Linked DNA regions of Mus musculus: regions 1, 2 and 4 are each linked to region 3. The links are chromatin contacts, called in public HiChIP or PLAC-seq and promoter capture Hi-C maps. All regions are on one chromosome and are shown on one strand. Each heading gives the region's core, a stretch centred on a gene start, on an enhancer-like site or on the middle of the called end of the contact. The rest is flanking DNA. Distances are from core to core; before and after follow the strand shown.

The links. Promoter capture Hi-C pulls out the DNA fragments that hold promoters and counts their contacts. HiChIP or PLAC-seq counts read pairs in DNA pulled down with a chosen protein or histone mark. Capture Hi-C pulls out chosen DNA fragments and counts their contacts.
Region 1: a contact with region 3 is called in an H3K4me3 HiChIP or PLAC-seq map of embryonic forebrain, with 6 times the contacts expected there. The contact joins the promoter of Pomt1 here to the promoter of Miga2 in region 3. A contact is called at or near these places in 1 of 39 promoter capture datasets (hippocampal neurons) and 4 of 115 datasets of contacts at active chromatin or transcription factors (embryonic forebrain, embryonic hindbrain, embryonic midbrain and 1 more).
Region 2: a promoter capture Hi-C map of liver shows a contact between it and region 3, with 6 times the contacts expected there. The contact joins the promoter of Swi5 here to the promoter of Miga2 in region 3. A contact is called at or near these places in 3 of 39 promoter capture datasets (hippocampal neurons and liver) and 1 of 9 other capture datasets (adipose tissue).
Region 4: a promoter capture Hi-C map of liver shows a contact between it and region 3, with 3 times the contacts expected there. The contact joins the promoter of Uck1 here to the promoter of Miga2 in region 3. A contact is called at or near these places in 1 of 39 promoter capture datasets (liver), 1 of 115 datasets of contacts at active chromatin or transcription factors (astrocytes) and 2 of 9 other capture datasets (adipose tissue and liver).

What each region holds. Positions count from the first base shown.
Region 1 is chr2:32,233,666-32,239,387 of GRCm38.p6, reverse strand. Pomt1 (protein-O-mannosyltransferase 1) reads right to left here and starts at 2,748. Exons shown (of 20, transcript NM_145145.2): 1 at 2,647-2,748; 2 at 1,877-2,028. The coding sequence starts at 2,682. It overlaps Prrc2b (proline-rich coiled-coil 2B), which reads right to left. Exons shown (of 32, transcript NM_001159634.1): 32 at 4,851-5,722.
Region 2 is chr2:32,285,575-32,291,020 of GRCm38.p6, reverse strand. Swi5 (SWI5 recombination repair homolog (yeast)) reads left to right here and starts at 2,952. Exons shown (of 5, transcript NM_175190.5): 1 at 2,952-3,135; 2 at 3,376-3,424. Golga2 (golgi autoantigen, golgin subfamily a, 2) reads right to left here and starts at 2,695. Exons shown (of 26, transcript NM_001080968.2): 1 at 2,625-2,695. The coding sequence starts at 2,672.
Region 3 is chr2:30,362,298-30,367,617 of GRCm38.p6, reverse strand. It overlaps Miga2 (mitoguardin 2), which reads right to left and starts at 3,385. Exons shown (of 16, transcript NM_001242407.1): 1 at 3,313-3,385; 2 at 1-66.
Region 4 is chr2:32,257,265-32,262,736 of GRCm38.p6, reverse strand. It overlaps Uck1 (uridine-cytidine kinase 1), which reads left to right and starts at 2,632. Exons shown (of 7, transcript NM_011675.2): 1 at 2,632-2,828; 2 at 2,998-3,157; 3 at 4,070-4,166; 4 at 4,318-4,460; 5 at 4,553-4,647. The coding sequence starts at 2,703.

The sequences.
Region 1 (5,722 bases), core at 1,499-3,998, 1.9 Mb before region 3:
CTGACCAGGAGCCTTGAGGCTAATCCCATCTCATACTCTCACTGGCCACCAGCACCTTTCTACAGCTGTGGACTGGAGCAGAACTGAAGATCTAATTGAAAGGGAGTCAAATGCGGAAGGAAGAATGACACAGAAGCTTCTTCAGATAATGAAAGACATTAGGTCTTAAGTGTGATAACGCTACCGTGGTTATGTGTTCTTTGTTTTCAAGAATCCTCATCTTGCCAAGCAGTAGTGGCACACGCCTTTAATCCCAGCACTTTGGAGGCAAAGGCAGGCAGATTTCTGAATTTGAGGCCAGCGTGGTCTACAGAGTGAGTTCCAGGACAGCCAGGGCTATGCAGAGAAACCCTGTCTCGAAAAACCAAAAGCCAACCAACCAAACAACCCCCAACCTCCCCCACAAAAAAGAATCCTCATCTTGGAGCTGGAGAGATGGTTAAGGCATGTGCTGATTGTAAACGGAGGACCTGTGTTCAGATCCCAGAACTCAGGCAGATCTCAAAGACCTGGATTTTGAGCTCCAGAGGATCTGTCATCTTCTTCTGAGTCTGAAGGCACATGTGCACATGCACAGATGGACAGACAGACACACGTATACTCTTAAATAATCCTCATCTTTCAGACGTATATAGTGAATTAGTCATACATATGTCTAGAATCTTCTTCAAATTAATCTCTAAGGGGGCTGCTGAGGTCATCAGTCTACCCATGTATATATCTGACCCCTATAACAAAGTAGGAGAGGGCTAGCGAGATGGCTCAGCGGGTAAGAGCATTGTCTGCTCTTCCAAAGGTCCTGAGTTCAAATCCCAGCAACCACATGGTGGCTCACAACCATCTGTAATGAGATCTGATGACCTCTTCTGGTGCATCTGAAGACAGCTACTGTGTACTTATATATAATAATAAATAAATCTAAAAAAAAAAACTTAAAGTATTTAAAAAAAAAACAAAGTAGAAGAGAATGCCTGTATTAGCTAATATACATACCCTCTCAATAACAACAGCATAGTTCCCCTTACGAACAAATTCATCAAACCGACACCTTTCAACTGGCTAAGGAAAAGTGAGGCTGGAAACTGACAGACCAAAACTTTCTTACTATAGTCCTATAAGGTAAGCCCTAAAATGTATGTATTCTAGTGGTTGTTCTGGGGGACAAATGGGCCATACCCACACTGCTTGCGATGACTATTTCTGGTTGTCACCTTGACTACATTTGGAATGATCTACAATCCAGAAGTTAAGTGTACATCTATGAGAGATCTTTTGCTTAAAATGGATGGATCCACTTCTCGTCTGGACCTTTAAGGCAGGAAGGAACACTAGTTTAATCCAGATTTTGAGGTGGGAAGACACACCTTTAATTTGCACCACACCTGCTGAAAATCTATTTAAAGACACAGAAGTAGGAAGTTTTCCTCTGAGCCTGCTTGCCCTCGCCTTGCTAGCAAGACCATTCCTTCCTTGGCACTAGAGCCCACTTCTTTGGGAAGCCAGAGTATACTGAAGACCAGCTGAGACACCCAGCCATGTGGACTGAGCAGAAAACTACTGGAGTCCTGGACTTTTCCATTCACAGTCAGCGATTGTTGGATTAGCTGGACTGCAGCCAGTAAGTCGTCATTCCAATAAATCATATGTATATATGTATACTATATTATATTTATTTACATATACACACATGCAAACATAGTGTTCTTCTTAAGTTGTTACTCTAGAGAACCCTGAGCAATACACTGCTAAAACATCCATCACCAAGAGATCCAAGAAACCCAGAATGTCTCTCTTTTGCACTGTACGGCAAGGTGATTCCTGTCACTAATTACAATGACTCTTGGATCATTGACTCTCCTCCCCGATCTCTACTTACACCACAGCCCGAGGGTAGGAGAGTTGCCATAGTCGGGTAAGTAGTCCCAGGCCAGTCAGAGCTACCAAGTTCAAATTGATGTCAACAGTCACCACTAGAGGCCGTTTCAAAAATCTTAACATTTTGCAGAAAAGCCAGCTCGGGAGGACTCCCTGGAAAAGAGGGAAAGAACTACCATTAAAGTAAACGGACAGCAGCCCGGGAAGGCACAAACGAGGCCACAGGGTCCTAAAGCCGCCTGGCGTCACGATGAATTTACAGCATAGCGGGTTGGGTTAATAGAACCAGAAGGACTCTTCCAGAACATACCTGTTGGAGAATTACAGTTGTGTTCAAGCACAGGGTATACATAAAAACATCTGAGGGGTGAATTCAGGAATCTCAGAACTGGATACTCATTTCTACAAGTCATTCCAAAAACACCTGCTGGGCACTTGCTAGGAACAAGGCTGCTAATGAATGAAGTGGCCTCTCCTGTCCCTTCCCAATGTGGTTGAAAACTAAGACCCTGAGGAGCTCTGGGCACTGTCATAGCCCAGTGACCTGGATGGACTTTTCCCTCTTCTGGAGGCATTCCTCTCCTCCTAGAGTTGCTTGTGCCCCGAGCCCGTTCTTTCTCTACAGTTCTTCCCACTCTGGCTTTTACAAGAGGCCGCCCTGGAAACGACTTGCTCAGCCAGGATCCGAACATCCACCGTCCCTAGCGCGCCGCCCCTAAGCCGGATCCCAGACCCCAGGAGGGCTCTCAAATCTGGCACTCCAAAACCTACGAGCGTTTCTTCGAGTCCCGTAGAGTGGCTCCCCATGTGGAGCCAGGCCTGCGAACCGCCAGGCAGGATCGACCGTTGGGGGCGAGGCCGCTCGATTACTCTGCAGCGGCCACGGATCGACGCTCAACTAGTTGTGTCTACGCGGCCGACAGACTCTGAGACGCGCGTGCGCAGCCGGAGCGCGAGGTAGTGGCGCGCATGCGCGGCGTGCTCACCGGCCATCAAAGTTGGGCATACTGACTGTCCTATCCTTAGGGCTCCCTTTCCCCTTTTTAATAAAGCACAGTGTGTTTCCACAAGCTGTTCACGTGCTCGGAGCTCTCCGTTTCGGGCCTCGCGTCTACTTTAGCGGTTTCGTTAAGCAGCGCGTTAGCTTACGGGCAGGAGTAAGAGCTTTGAAGCCTCGGGTGCGTTGTACCTCCTGGAGCTGTGTGAGTGGTGGATCGCTTTTTCTCAACTCTTCCCACACTGGAATGCCTACAAGCTGTCTGTCCCTCCTCCTCCCCAAGGTCTCAGGCTCGCTATGTAGAGGATGATGGCTTTGAACTACTGCCTTTGCTTCCCCAGCGCAGGTATTACAATCATGCCTTTTTAGGTGGGTGGGTATTACAATCACGCTCAGATGGCAAGCCAAGCCCGAACCGACTCCAGATGTTTTGCCAAAATTCAGTTTTTACAAGTTAGCTTAGCATTGGGTGACATCCGGTTTAAGATTGTAGCAATGGGGCTGGGCGATCGCTCAGTGGTTAGGAGCACTGGATGCTCTTAAAGAGGTCCTTAGGGATTTTCTTCTTCTTCTTCTTCTTTTTTTTTTTCGAGACAGGGTTTCTCTGTATAGCCCTGGCTGTCCTGGAACTCACGCTGTAGAGCAGGCGGATTTCTGAGTTCGAGGCCAGCCTGGTCTACAGATATACAGAGAAACCCTGTCTCGAAAACAAAACAAACAAAAACAAAAAAAGAGGTCCTTGATTCCATTTCCAGCATCCACATGACAGCTCAGAATCATCTGGAACCGCAATTCCAGAGAATCTGGCACCAGGCAGTCAAGTTACCACAGATACATATAAAATACATTAGTCAAGAGTGCACGGAATTGTTTGTTCATCGTTTAAGCATAGTCTACCCAAGTTCCTGCAAAGAAAGGGCGCCAGAAGATTGGAGAGCGAGCTCTTTGGGTTCCAAGTTTAGTCTGATCATGTAAGTCATGCTGGTGCTTCAGGACAGCTCGTGGGCACTCAGCTTCAGGAGGAAATTGTGTTGCTTGCTGGAAACCTGAGGTATGTATGTGGCTTTAAAAGCTAGTGGATGCTACTACCCAGACCCTTGCCTGTTCTGTAGCAAGAGGCTTATGCCTGGGGGACTGGGATTTCTCATGCACTGCCTTTGGCACTTTGTTTTTTTTTTTGTAATGCTGGCTGGCCTACAACTGTATGCTCACCAGTGACTTCTGAATCCACACCACCCTTCACTAGTGTTAACAAATGACATTTGATAAATAAAATGTCCCGACAGCCCTGTACCTAGGTTCCAGGCCTCAGTGATGACTGAGCCTGAACCTATCTATATGAATCCCCCTGACCTTTCCTGCCCCAGATCTAATTTTTTCTTCCACAGAAGTACAGTGCAGTCCTCCACTTGTTCCTATAGAAACCCAGATAGCAATCAGGCAGGAAGTACAGGATAGGATGGTCATGGGTTGGCCCACAGAGAGGACAAGGCTTCTTGGTGCTGCCCATTTTCGAGATGTGCCTTAACCACAGGCTGCCTGTTGTGGTAGGGGGTTCCTGAGGCCCAGTGTAAAGAAAAAAATGTCCATGTAGACCAACTAATGTCTTTGAATATATATTAATTTGTATGATCTGCAACCCCTTCCGTGCTTAGCCTTCTCAGAGACCCTGAAGGAAAGACATGTGTCCTAGTCCCTGCTAAATTGCTTGAGACCTTGCTCCGTTTACCCAAGTCGCCTTCCCTCCACACCGAGGACATCTTTCGAATCCTGTCTTAAGGTTTTAAAATAACCAATTAATGGAAGACAAAGGCAAAAGTCATAGAAAAAGCTGTTCTTGGGATGGCTGCCTAGGTGAGCCTTGGGAACACCACCACAGCACAGTGCTGCGCTCCCTAAGGTATTCTGGCCACTCCCAGTCTCCCGGGAAGCAGTGCGCCAGCCGTACTCTTCCAGATGATAGAAAACCGACACAGCCTGAGAAAGCATGTTTGGCTTTATTTTTTTATACTTTTTTTTTATTTAAATAAGGAGAGTTCTTTCGTATGGAAAGACCTAGTACAATCACATATTTGAAAGGAGAAACAACAGGGACTGACCCGGAGGGAAGGGAGGGTGAATTCACGATTCCATTTCCCATCCGAAGAAGTTCCCCATATCACGTCTAAACAAGCTGCACAGTACACCTTTAGCATCGTCTGCCCTTTCAAATAGCTGGTCTAAGTGAAAGACAGAGGGAAGGCCAAAAGAAAAGCAAAGGAAAACAAAAGGACCCTCAAAAAGAACAATCCCCCAAGTCCTTTTCTATAAAAGGTTTGAGGTGGAAAGCCTAGAGCACAGGACCCTTCAGCTAAGGAGCCTTCACAGGAACTGCTGCTCCAGGATTGTGACATGCCAAAGATGGGGCCTGGGGAGGTTGCAGGTCTGAAGCAAGCAGCTGGGGGCTGCAGGTGTCATGCACCTGGAAGATCACTAGTCAGAGCTGGTAGACAGTGGAGAGCACAGCTGGGTGACTGTGCTCATCCCCAACGCTGACCACTCTGTTCCACATGACCTAACTTGTCTTAGAGCCATCTCACAAAGAGCTGGCTTTTCCACTCATCAAAGAATACAGAAGCCAGACTTCTGTGCCCTTGCCTGTGAAAGATTCCCAACATACCCTCTAACCCAGACTTGCTGGAAATGAGGGCAAGGCGAACATGAAAGTTAACATGCAGGTACCTGGCAGAGTGGGGACCCCAGTGGATGTTGGGGGGCGGACTTAGCCAGAGTTGCCTCATGGCCTCAGCGGGTACACTCTTGTGCCCTGGGCCCTGAGTGTCAAATCATTCACGACTTCATCACTGACCA
Region 2 (5,446 bases), core at 1,703-4,202, 1.9 Mb before region 3:
GGATATCTATGATGAGATAAGACTAGCCTGGTCTACATAGCAAGTTCCAGGCCAAGCAACTATATAACAGAAGACCGTCTTTATTCTTATTTATTTTTAAGTATATTTTATGTGCATGAGTGTTTTGCCCGTGTGTGTGTGTGTGTGTGTATGTGCACGCGCGCGTACTACATGTATACCTGGTGCACACAGAGTTCAGAAGAGCATGAACCCTTGGAACCGGAATCACAGATGATTGTGAACCGTCATGTCTGTGCTGGGAATAATTCTCAAAGACCATATCCTTATAACATATGTGTGTGTGTGTGTGTGTATGTGTGTGTGTGCCTGAACACATGCATGTTATGACATATACAGGATTGTCAGAGGAAACATATATGTATGCACACTGTGAGAAAGGATACATAGCTATGTCATGGTGCATGCAACAATGTCGGAGGACAGCCTCAGTGTTGCTTCCTCTTTCCCACTCTCAGACAAGTCTCTCATTACCACACACACCAGGCTAGATGGCCCCTCAGCTTCTAAAAATTCTGTCTCCACCATTCATCTAGCCAGACATCTAAGCTTACAGATTCATGCTGCCATGTCTGGTTTTATATAGAATCTAGGAAATCCAAACCCAGGTCCCCTTGCTTGTGTGGAAATACTCTACCCATGAGCCATCGCACTGTCAAAAGCCAAAGTACTCTCAATGCAACTTCACGTCAATGAGGGTTTTGGTTTGGTTTTTGGTTTTTCGAGACAGGGTTTCTCTGTGTAGCCCTGGCTGTCCTGGAACTCACTCTGTAGACCAGACTGGCCTCGAACTCAGAAATCCACCTGCCTCTGCCTCCCGAGTGCTGGGATTAAAGGCGTGCACCACCACTGCCCAGTACATCAATGGTTTCTTTGTTGTTGTTGCAGTGCTGGGGACTGAACCTGGAGCATTATGCATGAGAGCCCAGCATTCTAATACTGAGTCATATATATACAGCTTCCCTTCAAAAAAGAAAACAAACAAACCAGGATTGCTGGGTTTGGTGGCCTACACCTTTCACCCAGTACTAGGCAGGTAGAGAAAGGCATATCTGAGTTCAGGGCCAGCCAGGAATACACAGACCTTGTCTCAAAAACAAACACAAAATCTAATTTAATTTTTAAAAAGATTGTATGTATATGAGGGTAGTTGTTTGTTTTTGCTTACATGTATGTCTGTACATCATGTACATGCAGTAACCTAATTGGCCAGAAGAGGGCATAATATACAACATCTAGCCAGGGAGTTAGCTGAGATAGTTGTTAGCTGACTTGTGGGTGAAGGGAGCTATACCCAGGTCCTCTGCAAGAGCAACAAGTGCTTTTACCTGCTGAACCTCTCTCCAGCCCCAATATTGGGTATGCCATATACCAAGCTGGTCTCAAATTCCATATATAGACAAAAATAACCTTGAAGGCCTGATCCTTCTGCCTCTACCTCCAGTCTTGGAAATTAGAGGCATGCATTGCTCTGCCCAGCTAATGCCATTGCAGGATCCAAGCCAGAGCCTCATACATGGTAGGCCACCACTCTTGCAAACTACGCTGAGTACTGAACAGGCCCTTGTATATACTAAACAAACACCCTAACAACTCAGCTCCACTCCTAACTCCACTGGGGCCGTTTTAGCAACACATACTAAAGGTACACCGCAGTACTTCCTAAACCTGCTTCCTAAGTTTACAACATGACAGAAGGGCAGAAACCGTGAAGCCACGGCTTTAGTGAACATGGGAACAGAAAGGGCACAGCCCTTGTCATCGCAGAGAGAAGTCTCTACAAATCTATGAAAATGCCAAACCAGACTTTTATGGTTTTTTTCTCTCAAAAGAAGCATGGGAAAGTGATGTTTCCCGTGAGATGCCTCACCCGCATCCCGTGCTTCTCACCACCCCAGTTGGAAAAGACATTCTGGCTGAATTTTAAGTTAAGTTCAGTTCCCCAAGACACTGATCAACACTATAACATGCGTTTTGCTCCAGAGAGATTACAGTCTCTCTAGAGAGCAGACAACCAAATCCAAACCAAACCAATCCATGTCAGCAAGGGGTGCTGACAGTGTTGTGCTCACACTAATGCTAAGTTAAGGGAATGCGGGCGCCTACAGCGTCTCCGCACTAGATTCCACACTTGGGCTCCCTTCCAGGTGGAAATGGGTTCTCCACCAGAGAAACGGGAAAAGGGGCAACAACATTAGGTGAGCAGGTGGAGCAATCCAAACCAGACTCGGAGTAGTAATGACAGTTTCGAGGGGGGACTGTGACGTAACTACATTCCACTCCATACTACCAACGCCCGAGTCGCCTACAGGGCCAGGACCGAGGACCTTGGAGACAGGTGCCCTGGGAGGTCTGGATTGGAGCGTCCGGAGCCGGGGGCTAAGAGACCCTGTGTCACTGACCAAAGTCACCTAGGGGCGACTGAGAGGGCGGGGGCTGGGTTGCTGAGGGGGCGGGGCTGGCTGAGAAGACTTCACTGGGGGAGCCCAGGGCGCTGAGGGGTTCTTCTACCCGTGTGTCTCGGGAAAGACTCGGACTCTGGTCATGGGTCCTGCCGTTGGAGGAGCTCGGGTGGGGTCAAGGGGCCGCGACCCGGAGCGCTTTACCTTTTTCTTGGCCGCAGCCAATTTGCTCTGCCTGGTTTCTTCCGACATCCCGGGGCGGGGAGGGGGGAAGCGGGGGGGCCACATCACCACGATCCCGGCAGCCACCGCGAAACTGCTTCCGGAAGCTACGGCTTCTCTACAAGGGCCAGAGAAGGCGGGTGCAGAGCGCCCCTTGGACGCTCGGAAACCCAGCGTGACCTACCTTCTCCAAGCCCATTGGCTGATGAGAACGATGAACGACAGGGAGGCGTGGCCACGCGGTCGCGAGGCCTGAGCGACGGGTGGAGTTAACGACGAGAGCTGCGCGCGCAGCCATGACCCCTCACAGCGGCCTATGGGAAGCAGGGGCGGAACCGCTTTAACTTGGTGCGTGCGCAGCCTGACGTGGGGCGGTTGGTGGTCTCCGTCGTCGGTTTCTAGTTCCCTGAAGCAGCCGTTTAACCCCAACCCTGGACCCTTCCGAGTTTAAGCCCACCCCACTCCGGGTGCCCCGGACCTTAGGGTTCAGGAGGTGGGTGAGGAGCGCGCCGCGCTTCGTTTTCCAGCCCTTGCCCGACCCCTCACGCCTCCTCACCAGGCCTCTCCGTAACCCGTTCTCCACACTTTCCCCTTCCCACGATGCGCACCCCGACCCCAAAGACCCCCACCCCATCCCAGTAGCTGGGTCCCGACCCAACCTCTTGCAGCTGCGGCTCCCGCGCCCCCTCGGTAACCCCATCCTCATCAGCCTTTTTCTCGGGTTCCTCCCCAGGGGTGAGTCAGAATTCAGCCGACTTTACCATGGCGGCTACCGATCACCGGTGAGTATATCAGCCCCACCCCTCTGCATCCCAGCACCCGCCGGTCGCCTCCAAGCTTAGCCCTTTCCTAATTCCACTCCTTCTCTTTCCTTTCTCAGACATGGGTTCCTCCCCTCCCAGTCCTACCTGCCCGATGCCTACGCTTCTCCAACCGCTCTTGCTCGTTGCTTTGTCCCCTCACCCAGCCTGCCACCAGTCCCTGCATGGTTCCCCAGTCAAGAAATATGTGCATCTTTATGCTGACCACTCCCAATGCCACCCCCAAAACTCAAAGTTATTCATTTCTCATCCTCAAAAGATGAATTTTTAAAGTACTCTTTTAGATGATTCGCTTCTTTTTAGTAATTTCTTTTTTTTTTATACCCCTTCCCTTTGAGACAGTTGTCAATACCAAAGATTAGAGGAGAAAGACCCAAATCATAGTGGCCAACTCAAAGCAAACAGTTGGTTAAAGCAAACATTTTAATTCGTGTAAACGGGTCCCTAAGGCGGAGCTCGAAAAGTCAGCCTCGGATTGAGGACGACAAGGCTTTTTAGAGTTCAGGGGTAGGGGGTTTCTAAATGGGGACTTGGTGGGGTTACAGAGGCAGAACATAAGCATACCCGTTAGTCCAAATGACCTCCTCAAAGACATGATTGCAAGATGGGCAGAACAAGGTCTTCCTTTTGAAACAAAGGTGGGGTTGCAAGATGGTTATAAACAACTTTTTGGAACAAAGACAAGACTGCCATCCCTGTAACAGGCCATGCAGAACCATTTGAAGTTAAGGTTTTAGGTGGGGCATAGCCCAATTCCTTGAGAAGCAGGTTTAATCATAAAGAGGATTGAGTGTATTTTGTACTTAATAAGATGGCTTTTAAGCCTCAGATGGAGGCAGGCTGGTCCCAGACTCAGGCTGTATTCAAGGATGCCCTTTTGTGGTCCCACACTAGTTTAATACTCTTCATCCTCCTGCCTTAGCAACTCAAAATGCTAGAGAGCCAGGATAAATTATGGGGACTCGGAGAAAAAAGAGCACAGTAAGCAAAGCAATGCCGGTGCAGGCGTTTATCCCAGCACTCGGGAGGCAGACGGGCATCTCTTCCAGCCTGCAGTACCACCTTGATTTTAGAATCAGGGATCCCAGCACAATATTTGCTGCAGAGGATGCCAACATAAAAAACAGTAAGTATTCTTTTTAAAATTACTATTACTTGGTTTTATTGAGTCAGGGCTGTCCTTGAACTTAGAGTTGTGCTTGCCTCAGCCTCCCAGTACTGAGAATAAAGGCCTTGGCTTTTTTTTTTTTTAATAATTGATTTTAATTTTTTAAAAATTATTTATTTTATGTATATGAGTACACTGTAGCTGACTTCAGACACACCAGAAGAGGGCATCGGATCTCATTACAGATGCTTGTGAGCTACCATTGCTGGGAACTGAACTCAAGACCTCTTTTTTTTTGTTTTGTTTTGTTTTTTGAGACAGGGTTTCTCTGTATAGCCCTGGCTGTCCTGGAACTCATTCTGTAGACCAGGCTGGCCTTGAACTCAGAAATCTGCCTGCCTCTGCCTCCCAAGTGCTTGGATTAAAGGCGTGCGCCGCCACTGCCCGGCTAGTCAGTGCTCTTAACCAGTGAGCCATCTCTCCATCACCAGGGAATTAGAATAATTTAAAATTACATTTTAAAATGTACTTAGTTTTTGTGGGCACTGGAAAGTCACAGAGTACATATGGAGGTCAAAGCACAGCTTTTGAGAGTGTGAGTCCAGTGATCGAACCCAGGCCATTAGACTTGGTACCAGCTAAGTTGTTTCTTTGGCCTCCTAATATTTCTTTAGAAGGAAATATTTTTGAATAGGTATTGTTAAGGTAGCAGTAGGCTAGACTTAAGGCCAGACGGTGGCTTGAGCCTCCCTCCTCACCCAAGAGTTTTCTAGGAATCTCATAAGACATTAACTTTGTTTACGGTAAGAAAAATAACCTAATTTTCTACATCCTTGAGGCTGAGGGTTCTAATTATTCACCTTAAACCTGTCAAG
Region 3 (5,320 bases), core at 2,136-4,635:
CTGGGTCCTGGGTACCATCCACTCCCCAGCAGGACAGGGGCACACATAACAGGTCCTTCCACAAAGCTGACAGACAGATGACCGAGTGAGACACAGAAGGTGCATACAGGGCATGAGTGGTAGAGCGCTCACCTCCCTATGTCCAATACCCAGTTCTGCCAACAAGCTTGGGGGCAGTGAGATAGCTAAGCAAATAAAAGAACCTGCTGAGCAAGCCTGACAACCGAGCTCCCCAGGATCCAAGGTTGAATGTGATGGATCTCTGAGCATGTCCACGAAGAATGAACTACGTTAGTAAAGGTGAGAAGACCCATCCACAGTAGGTGGCACCATTCCCTAGGCTAGGGCCATGTACTGTGTAAAAGCATACACACATTCTTTGCTCTCTGCCTCTTAACTGAATGTAACATGGACAGCTGTCATGAGATCCTGTCATTGTGACTTTCTCACAATGATGGACTATCACCTGGGACTGTGAGGCAAAACAAAGCATTCCTCCCCTAAATTGCTTTTGCTGGGGTGTTTTATCACAGCAACAGAAATGAAACCAGAAGCCAGGCATGGTGGCTCACACCTTTAATACCAGCACTCGGGAGGCAGAGGCAGGCGGATTTCTGAGTGTGAGGCCAGCCTGGTCTACAGAGTGAGTTCCAGGACAGCCAGGGCTATACAGAGAAACCCTGTCTCGAAAAACCAAAAAAGTTGGCTCAGCAAGTTAAAAACATTAGCTATCCTTCTAGAAGGCCCAGATTCAATTCCCAGCACCCAAATGCTAGCTCACAACTGTCACAACTCCAGCTGAAGGGGACCTGATGCCCTCTGCCCTCTTCTGACCTGTGAAGGCACCAGGCACTCATGGTGCACAGACATATACACATGCAAAACGCTCATCTATGGGATGTTTTGTTTGTTTGTTTGTTTGTTTTGTTTTTTACAGAAAGGTGCACATGTCAGCACACAGAGATATAAACAAGAGAGGCCCCAGAGGTTGGGCACTTCAGGCTTGTGATTCCAGCTGAGGCAGGAGGATCAAAAGCTCAAAGAATGACTGGGCAACTTGGGCAGACCCTGTCTCAAAATTTTTTAAAGCACTTGTCTAGCGTGAAGCAGTGGGGGAAAAAAATAGTGCCTCCAGTGGCTGAATGAACAGCAGGCGTGCATCAGGAACACCAGGCCCCAGCCCTCTGCCCCCACAGGCAGGCAAGCAGCCAGATACCCCACAGACACCTCTATAAGCCCGGCAGCAGAGGGAGACATGCGTGGCATGTTGGCATAGAAAGAACCCTGAGACCGGGAGATAAATAGGTCATCCCCTAACTCAGGGCCTTCTGCACTTTCTCAGTCTTTCTAAAAACACTGGCCATCTTCTAAATAAAGATCTCAGGCTGCAGACTGACATCCTTTTCAGAGCCAGGAATGCTTCACTTCCTGTGGCCTAAATATTTGTGCTGATCTTGTTGTGGTGGTGGGGGTTTTGTTGTTTGTTTTGTTTTGACTTATATTTATTTTTGAGACAGAGTCATATACTGTAGCACAGGCTGGATCTGAATTCTAGATACTTCTCTTACTTTTTGTCCCCCAAGTGTTGTGTTTCCTGCTATGAACCAACTGAGTCATGACAGCTATATGGGCAGATGTTTCTCCCTGACTCTCCCCACCTTCTCATGAAGAAACTGAGTTTTGTCCAACCTAAGCCAGGAGTCCAAAATAACTCATCGGTTGCTAAGTGGTGAAGAGAGGGTATGTCAAGGTCTACTGGACTCTGGGTTCTGCTTAACACAGCAGGAACAGGCAGTGCACCCCAGCAGAGACACAGAGAGAAAAGATAGCCCAAGACCCACTAAGACCCAAAGCCAGATGAGATGTTTGATCACATATTCTGAGACCCCAAGACCCTGCAGCAGGGGTCTTGTTCAAGTTCAAGGATGCTTTCTGAGATCTTCAGAGGAAGGAACACCATAGGCCAGGACAGACCCTGTCTCTCTGGGATGATGACCAAAAGTCACTAGGCCAGCACAAGACATGAACAAGGAACAGATTATCCTTGGTGAGTGGGGGAAGGCATACAGCCCTATCAGGCTGGCCCTAGGGCTGTGGGGGGAGGGGAGAGGGCAAGAGGGCTGGCAGGCAGAGTGAGGTTCAAGGGCTAAAGAAATTGCCACACTGTCAAGGGCAGGGTACATTTTTGCCTAGAGGTTAAGTGGGCTATGATGTGCCTCCAGCCTGGCAGGGCACTGAGTGAGAGACAAGGACATCAAATAGCAGGAGATATACTTCTCAGAGCATTTCAACAAGCCAGCGCACTAGCTCTCTGTGAGGCCTCAGTGGAGTCCTTCTCAGAGCACGCAAGGATAGGAATACTGAGGCTTTGAGAGATGAGGACCGAGGCTGGGCCGAGCACCCTAGCCATTGCCTGCTGCTTGCTTGTATCAAACCTGAGGGCCTTGAACGTCTGGGAAGGCCACCTGGTATTAGAGGTGAGCCTATTCTAGGATCCAGGCAGGAGGAGAGAGGGAAGGGGAGGCCTGGCATCTGTTTGCAGGTGAGTCCAGTTAGCCTTGTCTGTGCCCAAGAGGAAGGAAGGGTCCAAGCTCATCATCATATCCTACCTGTCTCTCTATTCTAATGCTGGCCACCAATCCTGCTCCACATTCTTGAGCAGGTAGGTTATCTGCTCCTCCACCCTGGCACCTTAGGCCTGATATCCCGGCTTTCCAATCCAGGCCCTCCTCTTTTGTGCAAGCCAACCCTACTAATTGGCCTGAGCATTCTCTCGTCCCACTTTGACCTGGCTGTGTTATCAGAACCAGGCAGTACTACAGCTCACTCTGCCTCATGTCCTGTTTGTCCCACCCCTGCACATCTCTGTGGGATCCCACGCAGCCGGGCATTGGGCAACCCCACAGTGAACATCAACAATATTCCAAGCTTCAGTATCTGCTCCTTGCGGAGCCTGGGCAGGGACCTTCCTGCTTTGGCCCCGACCTCCCTAGGACATCCTTGACCGCTGTCCACATACAGCGCTGCCCACAGCCGGCACACCTGGGGGGGGAGGTGCCCGCGACCATACTTTTAGATGCTCGCAGCGTTCCAGGCCCGGGAGTCTCCTCTCTGACCCAGCTCCTTTCTCGTTCCACCCACGGAGCCACGCATCCTCTCGAGCCGCCTGGTCCAGGGGATCCACTCATCCCACCTTGGACACCTTCGCGGGCTGGCTGGATCGCAGACCCCGGCGTGGGCCGGGTTCCATGCTCCGCAAGCCTCGCTTCTAGCCCTGCTGATCTGGTCGCCCGCGCAGTGGCCGTCACTCACCAGGGATCCCATCGCTGGGGAAGGGCAGCGTCTCCTTTCCAGGCGGCAATACAACCAAACCACGCCGCTGGATGGGGAAGGCGTGGCCTCGGGCCGGCCAACACAGCTCTGACCAATGAGCGTCTCCATATCGCTCCGCATCGGCGAGGCCCTTGGCCAATGGGGTGAGCTACGTGATCACGCAGACTCCGCCTCCCTCGCTTTTCGCACCGCCCCCTAAGTGTGGTTGCAGTGTGGAATGTCCTCTTCTCTCCTCCGATTGGTCACTAGGATTAGACAGACACACGGACACTAAAAAGGCGGTGGAGTTAGTGGACACCTGGGGCTTTCTGGGAAGCAGCTGCTTAGAGAGTCTCTGCCACACGCTGGTCCTCAGCGTTGTTGTCACTGGGATGTCACACCTGATTACCAAACTCCTGCGCTACACATACTCTCACACCAACAGGCACACACGCATGCACGCACACGCACATCTACAACCCTTATTTATGCATGGTTTGGTTTGGTTTCTTGGTTTTGGATTTTTTTTTTTTTTTTTTTTTTTTTTTTTTTTTTTTGAGACAGGGTTCCTAAAGGATCTATGCTTTGGAGACTAGCAGGTTTTGTATGTTTGTTTTTTAGTTTGGTTTGGTTTGGGGTTTTGGTTGGTTGGGTTGGTTTTTGGTTTTTTTTGTTTTGTTTTGTTATTTTCTGAGGCGATTTTTTTTTTGTGTAGCCCAGGCTGTCCTGGAACTCCTGCCCTCTGTTGGGATTAAAGCCAGGTGTCACCACCGCACTGCCCGCTGATCTTGAATTCTTGATCCTCCTGCCTCCAATCGCCTGAAGTGCTGGAATTATTGGGGTTTTTTTTGTTTGTTTGGTTGGTTGGTTTGGTTTTTTGGGTTTCTCTCTCTCTCTCTCTCTCTCTCTCTCTCTCTCTTTCTTTCTTTCTTTTTCGAGACAGGGTTTCTCTGTGTAGCCCTGGCTGTCCTGGAACTCACTTTGTTGACCAGACTGGCCTCGAACTCAGAAATCTGCCTGCCTCTGCCTCCCAAGAGCTGGGATTAAAGGCGTGCACCACCACTGCCCGGCGAAGTGTTGGAATTATATACAAGCATGTGAAACTCTGCCCAGCTACATCCAAATTCTAAATTAGTAAATAATTATTATTTGAATATCAGGGGAAAAAAATAAAGGCCAAAGTGAACTTTTTTGGTAAAAGGTGCAAGTAGTGCCTATATAGGCCAGAAGAGGGCGACCTCTGATCGCCTGGAACTGGAGTTACAACTGAGAGGAATTCTGTGGGTGCTGGGAATTGAACCCTAGTTCTCTGCAAGAACAATACACTGGGCTTACCAATTGAGCCATCTCTCCAGCCTCCAGTTACTGATCCTTTTCAGCCAGTGTGAGTTACTGAATAAAGACATGCAATTATAAATGGCTTTAACAGGACAGAGCTGGATGCTGTCTGAATGGTCACTATGGCCAGCTACAGACAGATCCTGGTAAGTACAGAGTAAAGAGGAACAATTTCGCATACAAGACTGTGAACACAGACACTTGGGGCTTGTGAGTTACCAGTGTGTAGTTACAGAGCCTGTTAATGTTAGGTCAGTGGTAGGAGACTGGCAGTCTCCTGAAGTTTTTTGTTTTGTTTTGTTTTATTTTCAAACTCCACATATCTGGGCCCCGCCTGCTCTTAGGACAACACCCAGATGCCTGAACAAACACCCAGATGGCTCAGGTTCACCCCTGCACAGACAGATGACAAAGCAAAGGGACCAGCTGAGGAACAGCTCTGGGTGAAAAGATGAGGTTTTCACTTAATATTATTTTTTTAAAGATTTTTTTATTATTATTATATCTAAGTACACTGTAGCTGTCTTCAGACACACCAGAAGAGGGCGTCAGATCTCATTAAGGATGGTCGTGAGGCACCATGTGGTTGCTGGGGTTTGAACTCAGGACCTTCGGAAGAGAAGTCGGTGTTCTTAACCACTGAGCCATCTCTCCAGCCCTATTTAATATT
Region 4 (5,472 bases), core at 1,383-3,882, 1.9 Mb before region 3:
GCAGCCTGCTCTGCTGACCATTAAGGAGCTGGAAGGCCCCAAAGCTGTCCCATCACACCCATCTCACCATGGTCCTCACCCTGCAGTGCTTGTCTCAGCTCCACCCACTGCCCCAGCGTTCTCATCTCCAATGCTTGTCCACCCCCCCCCCCCCCCCCGGTTATCTGGCCTTAGGATAGGATTGGGCTGAGCGAAGGTGGTAGAGGAAACTTGGTGCTCATAAGATGTTGGTGGATTGAGTTTGTTTGCTTTTCTGGGTTTTGTTGTTGTTGTTTGCTTTGTTTTGTTCTGTTTTGTTTTGTTTTTGAGATAGGGTTTCCTTATACATCTAGTTGGATTCAAACTCGGAGTCCTGCCCCAGCCTCCCAAGTACAGGAATTACAGGTATGCACCACCATTACAGTTATGATGGTCAGCCTTCATTATCAACTGGAGTACATTTAGGATCCATGGAAACACCTGTAGATGTCTACAGTGGTTTGAAAATGATTGGTCTAGGGAGAGGCACTACTAGGAAGTATGGTCTTGTTGGAGGAAGTGTGTCATTATGGGGGTAGGCTTTGAGACCCTCCTCCTAACCCCATAGCAGCCAGTCTACTACTGGCTTCCTTTGGTTGAAGGTGTAGAACTCTCAGCTCCTCCTGCAATATTCCTGCTTGATGCTGCTATGCTCCTGCCTTGATGATAATGTACTGAACCTCTGAACCTGTAAGCCTGGTTAAATGTTGTCCTTATAAGAGTTGCCATGAGCCAGATGTGGTGGTGCACGCCTTTAATCCCAGCACTCAGGAGGCAGAGGCAGGCGGATTTCTGAGTTCGAAGCCAGCCTGGTCTACAAAGTGAGTTCCAGGACAGCCAGGGCTATACAGAGAAACCCTGTCTCGAAATAAAATAAAATAAAATAAAATAAAATAGAAGAGTTTTCATGGTGTTTTTTTACAGCAGTAAAACCCAAAGACAATGTCTCTATGAAGGTGTTTCTGGTAAAGTTTAACCAAGACAAAAAGAAGGCCAGCCCTGGATGGCCCACCATCTAACGGGCTGAGATCCTGGACTGAATCCCGAGGGAAAGCTGAGTTCTAACATCCATGCCTAGAGAGGCTCGAGGGACAGCTAGGTGGCATCTGGGTGGCATGGCTGTTCCTTGCAGTCCTGAGTCTCATGTTCATCGCCTGACTCTCACAAGCCTGTCTGAAGCTGTTCCTTCAAAACGAGCAATCCTTTTCTCTCAGTCTTTCCTTCCAGGCTCCCACTCTGGCCCAGGCCATCTAGAGACTTATGATAGAAAAGTCTGGTACAAATTAAAACAGGCCTGGATGAGGCTGGGTCTTTCAGGAGCTCTGGCCACTCCATGGTTGTCTTAAGGCCTCAACCAAGTGCTTCAAGTCTGTGCTGACATAAAAGCAGTTGGGCTGGTGGACTGGCAGCACCTCTGCTCGAGGCAGGCAGCAAGACTGGAGAGTCCAGCAGCGTCCAGGTAAGTGCTCCACCCCATTTCTCAACCCCCTAAGTATTCATAGCAAATGAACGTCAGGAGCAATCAATGCTCACAGGAAGAATTGAAGACCAGGCATGATGGCGCACGCCTTTATTCTTAGTACTCAGGAGGCAGAAGCAGGAGGTCTCTCACTGTGAGTTCAGAGCCATTCGTATCTCCTTTGCAAGTTCTAGGCCAGCTTGGGCTACGCAATGAGACATTTGTCATAAAGAAAGCAAAACAACAACAACAACAACAACAGAATTTAAAAGCCAGGTTGTTGGAGTTGGAGTGAGAGTTGGAGTGACTGCTCTTCCAGAAGCCTAGTTTCAATTCCCAGTACCTACTGGTAGCTTTTAACTGTTAGAAAGTTCACTACCAGAGGGAACCGACTCCCTCTTCTGGTCGCTGTGGGAACTCCAAGCATGTGGTACAAAAACACGGGCACGTAAAACAGCCATACATATAAAGTAAAGTGGAAAAAAAAAAAAGTGTACTGCTCTTGCATAGGACCAGAGTTCAGTTCCCAGCATTTAAAATGGGCAGCTCACAACTGCCTGTAACTACAGCCTTATGGGGATCTGACACTCCCCAGGCACTTCAGTCATGTGCACAGACCCATAACACACACACAAGCACATATAAATAAAATTATTATAAATATTTCCTTTTTTTAAAAAGCCAGGCATGGTGGTACATGCTTGTTACTCCCACCCTCAGAAGGCTGAGGCAGGAGAATGTTTGGGGCCAGCCTGGGCTTCAGAGTACCAGACAGCAAGGGCTATGCGGTAAGAATCTGTCTAAAAATCAAGAGATTTTAACAGATTCATAGATACTTAAATAATGCGCCAGGGAGAGGGAGGTCTTCCTAAGTGTCTCAGGATGACACGTTCTCACGTGGCAGGAGGCACTGATGGGGTTAAGCATAAGGCAGGGACGGTCCTAACCCTGTGGGTGACAGGATCTCGGCTGTGCTAGGGAAATAGGGGTCAGTGGGCTGGAGACCTTGGTCTAGTCCAGCACTTGAGTGTGCGTCTCGTCGGGAGGTGGAGCCCCATCCAGGCCCCGCCTCCAGGTAAAGGGGTCATTCTGGAGTCACTGAGGCTCTTCAGGGACACGGCCTTGAGTGCCGCGCCTCATGCGCGCATGCGCTCATGTCCCCGGAAGCGATGCGCACAGCATCCGTCACTACGTCCAGGCGGGAGCGGGCAGAGTCGGTGAATGTATGTCCGTCGCTCCGGATATGGCTTCGGCGGGAGGCGGCGGCTCGGAGAGCGCCGCGCCCGAGGCCGATCGTCCCCAGCCGCGGCCGTTCCTCATCGGCGTGAGCGGCGGCACCGCTAGTGGCAAGGTGAGCGCCCTGCGCCTGGGCCTCGCGGAGGGATTGCCAGGCCGCTGGTTGGGGCGCCATTGCCTCTGGCCCAACCGCGGCACCTGTTGCTAGCAGCTAAGGGGGTCGTCCCCAGGGGCTGGCGGGTCACTCAGTGCACAAGCTCACTTTTGGCACCTTCTGTCCCCAGTCAACAGTGTGTGAGAAGATCATGGAGCTGCTGGGACAGAACGAAGTGGACCGCCGGCAGCGCAAGTTGGTCATCCTGAGCCAGGACTGCTTCTACAAGGTTCTGACGGCCGAGCAGAAGGCCAAGGCTTTGAAGGGACAGTACAATTTTGACCACCCAGGTACCTGGAGAATGTCTGCCTGGAGAGCTGGGGGTAGAGGATAAACTGCTGTGAGATATGGGCTCTACAGAGATTGCAGACTGCCAGACAGATACAGAGATGTGTATGGATGCAGACTGCTGGACCAGGGCTGTAGGAGATGTTTGTTGGATGCAGACTGCCACCGAGGCTGTCCAGGGATGTGTACATAGGATGCAAAGTGCCAGACTGAGGCTGTCCAGAGAGAACTGCTGGACACCAACTGCCAAGGGGGGCGGGGATTGAATGCAGCAGCAATGGGGCTCCGTGAAACATTACCCTCATTTCCCTTGGTAGTGGGCCCACAGAAAGGTAGGGTTTGCTGAATTCCATGAGCCTGGAGTGACTCAAGATTTTTGCTAGAGCCACTTAGGAAGGAGGAGCCAGGAGATGTTGAGGATCGCTTCTTGATGTGTTGAAATCTCTGCCTGGCACCTTGTTGCTGAGGAGCCCTTTGTACACCCTACCTACCGCCTGCCTGACCTTTGGATTCCCCAAGCTGTCTCGGGGCAGTCAGTCTTCAGGGAGGCCAGTTGTAGAAACAGAGGTTAATCTGGGGCTCAGGCCTTGGAGCTTCCTGGCCTGGTAGGGGCCTGTGTTCCTGAAGGTTTAAGCTTTCCTAGGGACTCCTGAAGGTCAGAGAATAGGACTCTTAACTTTGTTTTGCCAGATACAGAGGAGCAGAGGCTCAAATGATCTCTTTCCCCCAGTGTCAGCCAATCAGAAAGTCTTTGTTCCAGTTTCTGGTGGGACAACCTTACCCTTCATCCTGGGGTGTGCTGTGGGGTCCTCAGCACCCCTGGCTCCCAGCTGCGCTGCCCTTGGGCAGAGGTGGTCCTCCTCCTCTGCTGCACCAGAGCAAATGGGCAGTTTGGGCTTCTCCTGTTTTTGTAGATGCTTTTGATAATGATCTGATGCACAAGACCCTGAAAAACATTGTTGAAGGCAAAACTGTCGAGGTCCCTACCTATGATTTTGTGACCCACTCAAGGTAAGCAGGTGGTTCCTGGGAGGGCTGTCACACCCAGTCCCGTGGTGGGTCCCATCGCAGTCTGTTTCCATGGACTGTCCTCTACTCAGGCCCCTTGTTACTAATGTGAGCGGGCCATCAAGCAGGGCCTAGCCTGGTCTCTCCCTGGCAGGTTACCAGAGACCACTGTGGTCTACCCAGCTGATGTGGTTCTGTTCGAGGGCATCTTGGTATTCTACACCCAGGAGATCCGGGACATGTTCCACCTGCGCCTCTTTGTGGACACAGACTCTGATGTTAGGCTGTCTCGAAGAGGTAAGGGCCTCTGGGTCCCTGGCTGGGGTTGGGGTTTTCCAGGAGTCCCAAGGAGGATGGCATATGATGGTGCCTTGTTCCTGTTGCTGCAGTTCTCCGGGATGTGCAACGAGGAAGGGACCTGGAGCAGATCCTGACTCAGTACACCGCCTTTGTGAAACCAGCCTTTGAGGAGTTCTGCCTGCCGGTATTGCCTTTATGCATTCAAACTCAAAATTGGGGGTCAGCTCTGTCCACCTGGGAGCTGTCTGCACTGTTTGCCAGTGTGTCTCAGGCTAGACCCTGGGGTGACTGCATGGCTCTCAGCTCTGTCCGCCTGGGAGCTATCTGCACTGTTGGCCTATGTGTCTCAGGCTAGACCCCGGTGTGCCCGTATGAGCTGTTCTCTTCCAAGTCTGGCCTGTGTGTCTTGCTCACTCCCCTGTGAACTAGGAAAACGGGACCCAAATCCCTGTGCTGCCGCTGAAAGAGCTGCCTTCCGGGTGCTGGGACTAAAGTGCACACCATTGCCAGGCAGTGGTGGCGCACACGTCTAACCCCAGCACTCAGGAGGCAGAGGCAGGTGGATCTCCGAGTTCTAGGTCAGCCTGGTCTACAGAGTGAGTTCCAGGACAGCCAGGGCTGTTAAATAGAGAAACCCGTCTTGAACTGCCCCCACGCACCTAAAGTGTGCTAACCTATTTTTTTCTTTAATACTTATGCTCTCTGAAGTTTCTGCAGAGTGCAATGTGTGAAGTCCAGGCTGTTGCAGTCTCTTACTTGTAGGCCTTTTGCTGAGTAGATGATGAAAGGCAGCGAAACCCCAGCCCTGCACCTGAGCGTGAGCTGAGCAGGGACAACTGGCTCCTCTGTCCTTCTTCCTGTGGTACCACTGACACCCCCAGTTTCCTGACTCAGCTCTTCCCATCCTGCAAGCCGCTCCAAAGCATTTCCCAGGCTGGTGGGAAGGGGAGTGGGTTTCAGTCCCTCTTCACCCCACCTGGTGATCCTGCCACAGTGGGTACCAGCTCAG